2 separate regions of the Ovis aries genome follow, and region 1 is linked to region 2. The links are chromatin contacts, called in public Hi-C maps. All regions are on one chromosome and are shown on one strand. Each heading gives the region's core, a stretch centred on a gene start, on an enhancer-like site or on the middle of the called end of the contact. The rest is flanking DNA. Distances are from core to core; before and after follow the strand shown.

The links. Hi-C and Micro-C count contacts between places; a contact is called where the count stands out from the background.
Region 1: a Hi-C map of tail adipose tissue shows a contact between it and region 2, with 2.8 times the contacts expected there. The contact joins the promoter of INTS8 here to the promoter of NDUFAF6 in region 2. A contact is called at or near these places in 8 of 16 Hi-C or Micro-C datasets (blood, hypothalamus, muscle and 4 more).

Annotation. Positions count from the first base shown.
Region 1 is chr9:82,432,870-82,438,212 of ARS-UI_Ramb_v3.0, forward strand. It overlaps INTS8 (integrator complex subunit 8), which reads right to left and starts at 3,948. Exons shown (of 26, transcript XM_042254462.1): 1 at 3,666-3,948; 2 at 1,221-1,395. The coding sequence starts at 3,795.
Region 2 is chr9:82,231,623-82,237,269 of ARS-UI_Ramb_v3.0, forward strand. It overlaps NDUFAF6 (NADH:ubiquinone oxidoreductase complex assembly factor 6), which reads right to left and starts at 3,596. Exons shown (of 10, transcript XM_060393497.1): 1 at 3,377-3,596. The coding sequence starts at 3,573.

The DNA.
Region 1 (5,343 bases), core at 2,698-5,197, 200 kb after region 2:
ATTTCACACCTAATAAATTATTGTTTATCATTAAATATCCAGTCAAGTGCTCAATTTTCCAACTCTATCATACACATCATACTGTTTTGCACACATTGCTGTCTGGTGATAAGCCTTGAGTCTATTAACAGATAAGCTCCTCCTTAAAGAACAAACTTTTTTAATCCTAATAATGCTGGAAAATATATGGTGAAAAAAGTGTTCAAATACTACTAGTGCGAGTATAAACGATAACTCTCTGGAAATCAATCCAGTATATGCATAATGAGCTTTAACAATGTTTACACCACTTGACCTGGCAATTTAACAATCTATACTAAAGACGCAACTCGAAATTCATATAAAGCTTATGGACAAAGACATTTTAAAGCTCTATGATTCATAAAAGTGAAAAACTAGAGAAAAACTAAAAAACTGTCAATAGAGGAACAATTAATAAATTATCTATACAATGGATAATCTCCAAAAACCAAACTGGGGAAATGCTCATGATATCCTGCTATATGAAATAACCAAAAATCAAAACAGTATACAGGTATGTTCACAACTTTGTTTAAAAATATACGGAGGAAAACAACAAAAATTACACAAAAATGTTAAAAACACTTCTTTCCCCTCCCCTATTATTTCTTATTTTCTGAATTTCTCCAAATATTCTATAAAGTATTTCTCTATAAATTGTGAGAAGGGGGTAAAAACAAATCATTATATAACAATGCACTTGAAATATTTATTTATAAACAAATAACCACTGATTCTAGTAAGATAGTTTAAAAGTTTAAGAGACAGTGACTGATTTATGACTGGTAAAATTAAATGAATTATTCAACAAAGATAATATGTACCATAATAGTACATACGATTCACTAATTTTTATTTTCTTCAGATATGTAAAAGTAAAATGAAGATTTAAAACTGTTTAGGCGTGGATTTTCTCTACTTATCACGTCAAAAAAATAAGAATAATAACAAATGGGCTCATTATTGGTAACACCAAGTTTATACTTTAAAAGGTGATTTAAATTCATTCAACAGTCAAATATTTTCTTATACTGTTTGAAAAATACTTCTATATTTTACCAAGAATTCATAGAAAAATAGTTTTCACTTTAAAGACCCATATTACAAGAACACATACTGAAATAAACCAAAATATCTTAACAGTTCTCAAAATAAATTCATTTAAATCTTTTTTTAAAATTCATTTAAATCTTGTATACCTTTTCTCTAATATGTCTAAGTCCCATTTCAAATGTGCAGCAACTTTAAGAGCAAGTAGCTTTAAAACACGATTTCTCTTGTTATCAGGTGGAGGTTGAACTTGGTTTTGCTCATTAACTGAAGGTTTGGAAGCCTGTTCCAAAAACTGGACTATAAGCTGAACTGGTGCAGGATCTAGGATTTAAAAGAAAGCAATTCTTGAACTTAAGGTCTAATTACAAAGATGCAAAAGGATTCACCCTATTGTTTTCTGGCCACAAAAGGAATCCAAATAGGCCAACAGGCACTTGAAAAGATACTCTGTATCACTATTTGAGAAAGACAAATCAAACTACACAGAGGAATCAATCAACTCACAATGGTGAGAATGGCCACCGTCTAAAAGTCTACAAATATGAAAAAAATAGAGGTTAGTTTAAAAAATTAATTAATTTTTTAATAATTATTGGAATGGAAATAACTTTTAATAGAAAATAACTTTAATTAATATCCAGCAATCTCACTCCTGGGCATATGTCCAGAAAAGATGAAAACTCTAATTTGAAAAGATACATCACACCAGTGTTCACAGTGGTACTACTTACAATAACCAATACACTGAAGGAACCTAATGTCCACTGGCAGATGAATGGATAAAGAATGCGCAGTACATATACACAGTGAAATAATACTTGGCCATAAAAATGAATGAGATTATACCATTTGCAGCAACGTGGATGGATCTAGAGATCATCATACTAAGTAAAGTCAGTAAAACACAAATGTCATATGACATCACTTTTATGTGGAATCAAAAAAAAAAATACAAATGAACTTACTTGCAAAATAGAAATGAGTCAGAAAGAAAACAAATTTATGGTTACCAAAGGGGCTGGGGGGCAGGCATAAATCAGGAACTTGGGACTAACAGATACACACAAATATACATAAGGCAGACAACAAGGACCTACTATATAGCACAGGAAACTATATTCAATATTAATATATCAAAACTACATAGCACAGGGAACTATACTCGATATTGAACTATACTCCAATAGGTTATTTTAATAACCTGTGACAACCCACTCCAGTATTCTTGCCTGGAGAATCCCATGGACAGAGGAGCCTGGTAGGCTATAGTTCATGGGGTCGCAAGAATCGGACATGACTGAGCAAATAAGCCCATAAACAATGGAAAACAATCTCAAAAGGAACAGGTGTCTACATATAACTGAATCACTGCACTGTACACCTAAAACATTACAAATCAACTATTCTTCATTTTTGAAAGTTAAGGGATAAAAAAGGGGACCCAAACAGTTGTGCAGTTACAATGACTAAGGATTATAATTCCCAAGAAGTGTGCCTGGCTATTAAAACGAAAGATCAGGAAGGATGTACGAAGGAAAGATAACAGATTTTTGCAGACAAAAGCACTTTAGACCACAGAACATAATGGTTACAGATTTCAGTGCAGCAAACAACAATTGTCAATTAGGGGAAAGAAATACCATGTTTAAAATCACTGCTTTAACGCTTAATTAGTGGGACTTGCATCAAGTTACCTCTCTGCACCTGTTCCTGTCAATGCAAAATAGAGGATCACCTACCTCACAGGATTATCATGAAGACGGAATTAAACGAGAATGCAGCTACGAAGCACAGAGCCTGGCACCCAGAAACACTCAACAAACGTTCATCAAAAGCACTGAATTAAAAGCACGTTAATACAACATAGTGGTAAAACCGCCCACGTGAAGTACACCAACTTCTCGCACAGGAGTCTCCACCAGTTCGGGCCAGTGGATTAGACTTAACAAGACACATCTGGATTCGAACTCTTGTCAGCAATTTATCACCCAAGGAACTTACCTTTTCAGCCATCACCTCTTTCCAGAAAGACCTGTTATTTCCCACCATCCCTAAACAGCACTCCTGAACTGCGGTATCAATCATGAACATCATTATACAATAACCATCTTGCAACTGTGACAGCATTTTCTGCTTTCAGAAGTTTTCGCTTTGATTTACAGCCCAACTTTGGAATAACTGAGTCAGCAGAATCCGTTCGTTCAGGAATAAAACAGTTAAAATAGGGACCTAACATAGTTATTCAACGTCAGGACCAGCCTCTGAACAGCCGATGTCTCCGCAGACCGCACCCCCCGCCCAAACTCCCCAGGGGAGGGCTGAGGCCCCAACCCGAGTTACGGTCACCTGAGAGGCGACAAGACGGCAAACACGAAAAGGTGGCGGGCGCGGGAGGGCCTCTGTTTCCCGCTTTTCTTAGGCCTCCCGGAGCGGCGCCCCGCGCGGGCAGTTTTGATGCCCAGTCAGAGACCGGGCGGCGCCACAGCTCGGCCCCGAGGCCCGCCTCCCCGGGTCGTTGGGTCGCGGCAGAGGAAGGCGCGGGGCTCCGGGAGCCCCGAGGGCAGTCCTCGGGCCGCAGGGACCGCGCTTACCCGGGCAGGGCTTGCGCAGGTGTTTCTCCAACAGCGACTCCTGCAGCAGAAACTCGAACCAGGAGGTCTGCGGCGGGGTGCAGGGCCGGCTGGAGGTGGCCGCCTCCCGGTCCGCCGCCTCCGCGCTCATCCTGCCCCCGCCGCCGCTACCCCCAGGGGCGCTTCCCGGCTCCAACCTGACGCTCGGACGCGGGCCCCGGGGGCCTCTGACGTGCAGAACCGCCCGGAAACGAGAAGGCACGCGGAACGTCCCGGAAAGCCACACAAACCAAAATGGCGGTCTGACCCCCAGCCAAGGCTGGGAGTCCTGGTTCCGCCCCCACCCCACCCCCGCCGCGCCTGCAGACCAATCGTTATTCGAGTTGGAGAAGGGAGGAGGGCGGGGCCGATGTCCAGGCCACGCCTTCTCCCAGTTACCCTGGGAGACGGCTTGGGAGAGAGCTGCGTCACTCAGCTGGCTTGCCCTGTTCCCCGGCGGTTTCTTGGTCAGCCGACAGAACACCCTCATCGGCAGGCCCCAGAGTCTTCGGAAACGTTAGTGAACGCTACAGGTTCAGACTGTGATTAGGCAAATCTGTTTTTGTTTATTGTCAATTTTCCGACTTCCATTTCTGAGATTTCAGTTCAGTCGCTCAGTCGTGTCCGACTCTTTGCGACCCCATGGCCTCTCTGTCCATCACCAACTCCTGGAGTTTACTCAAACTCATGTGCATGGAGTCAATGAGGCCATCCAACCATCTCATCCTCTGTCATCCCCTTCTCCTCCTGCCCCCAATCCCTCCCAGCATCAGGATCTTTTCAAATGAGTCAGTTCTTCGCATCAGGTGGACAAAGTTTTGGAGCTTCAGCTTCATCAGTCCTTCCAATGAATATTTAGGACGAATTTCCTTTACGATGGGCTGGTTGGGTCTCCTTGCAGTCCAAGGGACTCTCAAGAGCCTTCTGCAACACCACAGTTCAAAAGCATCAAGTCTTCGGCGATCAGTTTTCTTTATACTCCAACTCTCACGTCCATACATGACTACTGGAAAAACCATAGCCTTGACTAGATGGACCTTTGTTGGCAAAGTAATGTCTTTGCTTTTTAATATGCTGTCTAGGTTGGTCATAACTTTTCTTCCAAGGAACAAGCATCCTTTAATTTCATGGCTGCAGTCACCATCTGCAGTGATTTTGGAGCCCCCCAAAAATAAAGTCAGTCACTGTTTCTACTGTTTCCCCATCTATTTGCCATGAAGTGATGGAACCAGATGCCATGATCTTAGTTTTATGAATGTTGAGCTTTAAGCCAACTTTTTCACTCTCCTCTTTCATTTTCATCAAGAAGCTCTTTAGTTCTTAACATTCTGCCATAAGGGTGGTGTCATCTGCATATCTAAGGTTATTGTTATTTCTCCCAGCAATCTTGATTCCAGCTTGTGCTTCATCCAGCCCAGCGTTTCTCATGATGTACTCTACATATAAGTTAAATAAGCACGGTGACAATATAAAGCCTTAACGTACTCCTTTTCCTATTTGGAATCAGTCCGTTGTTCCATGTCCAGTTCTAACTGTTGCTTCCTGACCTACATACAGATTTCTCACGAAGCAGGTCAGGTGGTCTGGTATTCCCATCTCTTTCAGAATTTTCCACAGTTTATTGTGAAAGGCTTTGAAAGGCTTTGACACAGTCAAAGGC
Region 2 (5,647 bases), core at 2,346-4,845:
TAATTACCAATATGGACAGATTAAGTGTCTCCCCATTTGTAAATATGTATTTGGGAAAAGCTGTTATGTGATATCCACAGACTGTTACTAGAAGAACATATAAGAAATCTGTAAGAGCGACTCAACCCTGGATATTAGTCAGAGGACACTACTGGTGTCAAAGAAAAACTGCACTGAACAAGCAAATGTAGATGGTATACATTTTGGCAACCTAAACCGTTTATTATCAAAAAGTAGTCATTTTAAACTATATAAAAATGAATATAACTTTTTTGGCTTTTACAATTTTTAATGGCCTGACTTCCACTAATGCTACCTTGTTTCTCCAAAAGTAATCAACAAGTAAACAAGGGGGGATAGGTAAACTATTTTTAAAAGCGACTAAAAACAAAACACTGAAATGCATGGGAATTCTGTCATTATACTACATTTTGCTACAATGGAATTCAAAAAAATTGGATTTACTAGCCCAATCAAATCCAGGGTGGTTAACTACTCTAGCACTTCTCAGAAGCCCGTGAGACCAGATATTTTGAGACTTTCTGCCGCTCTTATTAATCAAAGGCAGCAGAGTCGGGGGGTGGGGGGGTGTACTTTAAACCATTCATCCCTGAAGTCAGACCTGGAATCCAAGACAGGCCCCTTCTGAGATGTATCAACCTGATACATCCAATTCACTCCTCTGTGCTAGGCCTTGCACGTGTTACCTGAACAAAATCGTCATTAAGCCTCTGACTTTATGAAGCTTAGATTCCACTGAACTCGGGTAAATCCCCTGAATTCTCTCTAAATCTTTGTTTCCATATCTGCTAGATAAGATAATACAGTTTATACTGTACTCACTGTGCCCCTGCTTTGTACCAGACATTGTTCTAAGTGCTTTAATTCATAAAACTTGGAATGCACAACTGTCCGTCATACTTTGTGACAAAGATTACATAAATTACTTGTAAACTAATACTTTGCATAATGCCTGACTGACACACAGAAAGAACTCAAAGTTCAGTTCAGTTCAGTCGCACAGTCGTGTCCGACTCTTTGCGACCCCATGAATCGCAGCACACCAGGCCTCCCTGTCCATCACCAACTCCCGGAGTTCACTCAGACTCACATCCATCGAGTACATGATGCCATCCAGCCATCTTATCCTCAGTCGTCCCCTTCTCCTCCTGCCCCCAATCCCTCCCAGCATCATTTCCAATGAGTCAACTCTTCATATGAGGTGGCCAAAGTACTGGAGCTTCAGCTTAAGCATCATTCCTTCCAAAGAAATCCCAGGGCTAATCTCCTTCAGAATGGACTGGTTGGATCTCCTTGCAGTCCAAGGGACTCTCAAGAGTCTTCTCCAACACCACAGTTCAAAAGCATCAATTCTTCAGCATTCAGCTTTCTTCACAGTCCAACTCTCACATCCATACATGACCACAGGAAAAACCATAGCCTTGACGAGATGGACCTTAGTCGGCAAAGTAATGTCTCTGCTTTTGAATATGCTATCTAGGTTGGTCATAACTTTTCTTCCAAGGAGTAAGTGTCTTTTAATTTCATGGCTGCAGTCACCACCTGCAGCGATTTTGGAGCCCAAAAAAATAAAGTCTGACACTGTTTCTACTGTTTCCCCATCTATTTCCCATGAAGTGATGGGACCAGATGCCATGATCTTCGTTTTCTGAATGTTGAGCTTTGAGCCAACTTTTTCACTCTCCTCTTTTACTTTCATCAAGAGGCTTTTGAGTTCCTCTTCACTTTCTGCCATAAGGGTGGTGTCATCTGCAAATCTGAGGTTATTGATATTTCTCCCAGCAATCTTGATTCCAGCTTGTGTTTCTTCCAGTCCAGCGTTTCTCATGATGTACTCTGCATATAAGGTAAATAAGCAGGGTGACAATATACAGCCTTGACGTACTCCTTTTCCTACTTGGAACCAGTCTGTTGTTCCATGTCCAGTTCTAACTGTTGCTTCCTGGCCTGCATACGGATTTCTCAAGAGGCAAGTTAGGTGGTCCGGTATTCCCATCTCTTTCAGTATTTTCCACAGTTTATTGTGATCCACACAGTCAAAGGCTTTGGCATAGTCAATAAAGCAGAAATAGATGTTTTTCTGGAACTCTCTTGCTTTGTCCATGATCCAGCGGATGTTGGCAATTTGATCTCTGGTTCCTCTGCCTTTTCTAAAACCAGGTTGAACATCAGGGAGTTCACGGTTCACGTATTGCTGAAGCCTGGCTTGGAGAATTTTGAGCATTACTCCACTAGCATGTGAGATGAGTGCAATTGTGCAGTAGTTTGAGCATTCTTTGGCACTGCCTTTCTTTGGAATCGGAATGAAAACCGACCTCCTCCAGTCCTTGGAAAACACTGCTGAGTTTTCCAAATTTGCTGGCATATTGAGTGCAGCACTTTGACAGCATCATCTTTCAGGATTTGAAATAGCTCAACTGGAATTCCATCACCTCCACTAGCTTTGTTCCTAGTGATGCTTTCTAAGGCCCACTTGACTTCACATTCCAAGCTGTCTGGCTCTAGATTAGTGATCACATCATCATGATTATATGGGTCTTGAAGATCTTTTTTGTACAGTTCTTCCGTGTGTTCTTGCCACCTCTTCTTAATATCTTCTGCTTCTGTTAGGTCCATACCATTTCTGTCCTTAATCGAGCCCATCTTTGCATGAAATGTTCCCTTGGTATCTCTAATTTTCTTGAAGAGATCTCTAGTCTTTCCCATTCTATTGTTTTCCTCTATTTCTTTGCATTGATCGCTGAAGAAGGCTTTCTTATCTCTTCTTGCTATTCTTTGGAACTCTGCATTCAGATGCTTATATCTTTCCTTTTCTCCTTTGCTGAACTCAAAGTTAGCCACTGCTTACTTAAAATTAATTACTAGTCATCTTTCATATTTATAAGCAACTACTCATATAAAATGGACTTCAGACGATAAAGCGTCTGCCTACAATGCGGAAGACCCGGGTTCAATTCCTGGGTCAGGAAGATCTCCTGGAGAAGGAAATGGCAACCTACTCCAGTATTCTTGCCTGGAGAATCCCATCGACGGAGGAGCCTGGTAGGCTACAGTCCATGGGGTCGCAAAGAGTCGGACACGACTGAGCGAGTTCACCTTCACCTTCACCTTCACCTTCAGTCATGTAAAAAGCTTAACGTTAAGACTCAAGCAACATGACAGACGAAGGAATTTTGCCACAATTTTGGGAGCGATGTGAAAGCTCCTGTGGCTTCACTCCCACCCCACACCCGGACTGGCCCCAGGGCACACGCGTTGGAATGCCAAGGGGCAGGTCGGCCCCGAGGCCCGCCGCGCCCACCAGGGTCCCTTCCGGCCTTGCTCCCCGACCTCGGGGCAGGCCGGGCTCTCTCACCGCAGCAGCTCCAAGCAATAGCGGTCAGTTCCCGAAGCGCCAAGTCCACTACCCGCGGCCACGCTCCTCCCGGACGCCACGGGCTCCGAAAGCCGCCGTGCGCGCGCCCACAGGCCCCGGGGTGGTCGGCGGCGACAAAAGCCGGGGACGCCGAGCCGCAGCGGTCCCCATGCGGAGCCCAAAGTGGAGGCCGCCATGACACCGACGCCGCGTGCCCTTCGACCCCGCGTTCTCGGCGCACGGCTACGCTCGGCCACACCCCCGGCAGGTCAAGCCGCGCACGGCGCGGCGGCGGGAAGGCGACCCCTGGACGCCGCTCGGAGAAGCCAGGTGTCGCTGTGGTCCGCCGCTGTGGTCCTCTGCCGCGCTCCTCACAGAAAGCCCCGCCTGAGTCCCAGGGATTCCGCCCAGGCTCTCCCCTTCCCTTCCAGGCCCTCCTGAAGATGTGTTTATCGAGATAGGAGAATGGAGAATAATTTGACAGTTTACTAGCTTGATTTATAACTTTTAAACAATTATTCACCTGGCATGTGAGCCTCCGCAGACCGGTCAAATGTTACGGTTGAGTCTAGTTGCCAGGACCCGAGACCGGCAAGCTGGTCCAAGCTGCTTACATCTGGATCCAAATAACACCTCCTGCGTCCAGGTTTGACCGGACGTTTCCTGCTGCCGCCACACTCTTCAGTTTAGTTCAGTCGCTCAGTTAGTGTCCGACTCTTTGCGACCCCATAGACTGCAGCACGCCAGGCCTCCCTGTCCATCACCATCTCCCCGGGGCTTGTTCAGACTCGTGTCCATTGAGACTGTGATGCCATCCAACCATCTCATCCTCTGTCATCCTCTTCTCCTCCTGCCCTAATTCTTCCCCAACCTCAGGGTCTTTTCCAATGAGTCCTCTCTTCGCATCAGATGGCTAAAGTATTGGAGCTTCGGTTTCAGCATCAGTCCTTCCAATGAATATTCAGGACTGATTTCCTTTAGGATTGACTGGTTGGATCTCTTTTCAGTCCAAGGGACTCTCAGGAGTCTTCTTCAACACCACAGTTCCAAAGCATCAGTTCTTGAGCACTTAGCTTTCTTTAGGGTTCAACTCTCGCATCCATACATGACCACTGGAAAACCACAGCTTTGATTAGACAGACCTTTGTCAGCAAAGTAATGTCTCTGCTTTTTAACATGCTGTCTAGGTTGGTCATAGCTTTTCTTCCAAGGAGCCACACTAGTTCTTTCTAAAATGTGCTTCTGATTATGATCCTTCACTGACTGACAAACTTTGCTGAGTGTTGGATACAGCTCTTCCATGACAATAAATAGCCTCTGTTTACCTTTCAGCCTCAACCCAAGCGTTTGTGACTCCAGCTTAATGTTTCTCCTTAAACCCAAGGGAGAGTTCTGGTTTTGTGGACCCAAGAACTCCAGCCAATTCACTCTGCTTTGGTTTTACTCCCTGAGTAAAACCTCTCTTCAGCCTATACAGGATCTCAGTCCCTCCCTCATAATGTTCTCTTTTCTCTTTGGGCTTCTGTCCTTTAGCACTAAGTTTGAAGTGAGGTGAAGTAGCTCAGTCATGTCCGACTCTTTGCAACCCCATGGACTGTAGCCTACCAGGCTCCTCTGTCCATGGGATTTTCCAGGCAATAGTCCTGCAGTGAACTGCCATTTCCTTCTCCAGGGGATCTTCCCAACCCAGGGATGGAACCTGAGTCTCCCGCATTGTAGACAGACGCTTTACTGTCTGAGCCACCAGGGAAGTCAGCACTAAGTTTAAACCTACTCAATAGGAAAAAAAAAAAAAAATCACTTATGTCCACCTGCAGTTCTGGTCTCCTGCCTAGCTGGACTTTTCAATCTCAACTCGTAAGTCTTTTTGTCTGGACAGGGTGCACCTTCTCACAACCAAGGGAAACACTTTGGAATCATCATTACCTACTCTTCCTTGTATAAGTAATGTAATCTAACTGGTCAGGTCCTATCAATTCTTTTTTCTTCCTATATTCATGTCCATGACACCAAAACCTGGAATCAGGTCCTGGTTCTACTTCCTATTATCTCTGTGACTTTGAGTGACCTTTTCTTGTGCTTCAGATTCCTCCACTGTGAAATGGTAATAGTAATAGAAGCCAAAGTTCTTGTGAGAATTAAATAAATTAATACCTTTAAGGCATCCAGGGCAATGCCTGGCCCATTAATAGCACTCAAAACAAGTCATCTATGTAGGGAAAACATTAAGAAAGACTTTAAAAGGACCAAAAAGATTTCTGGGTGTCTTAA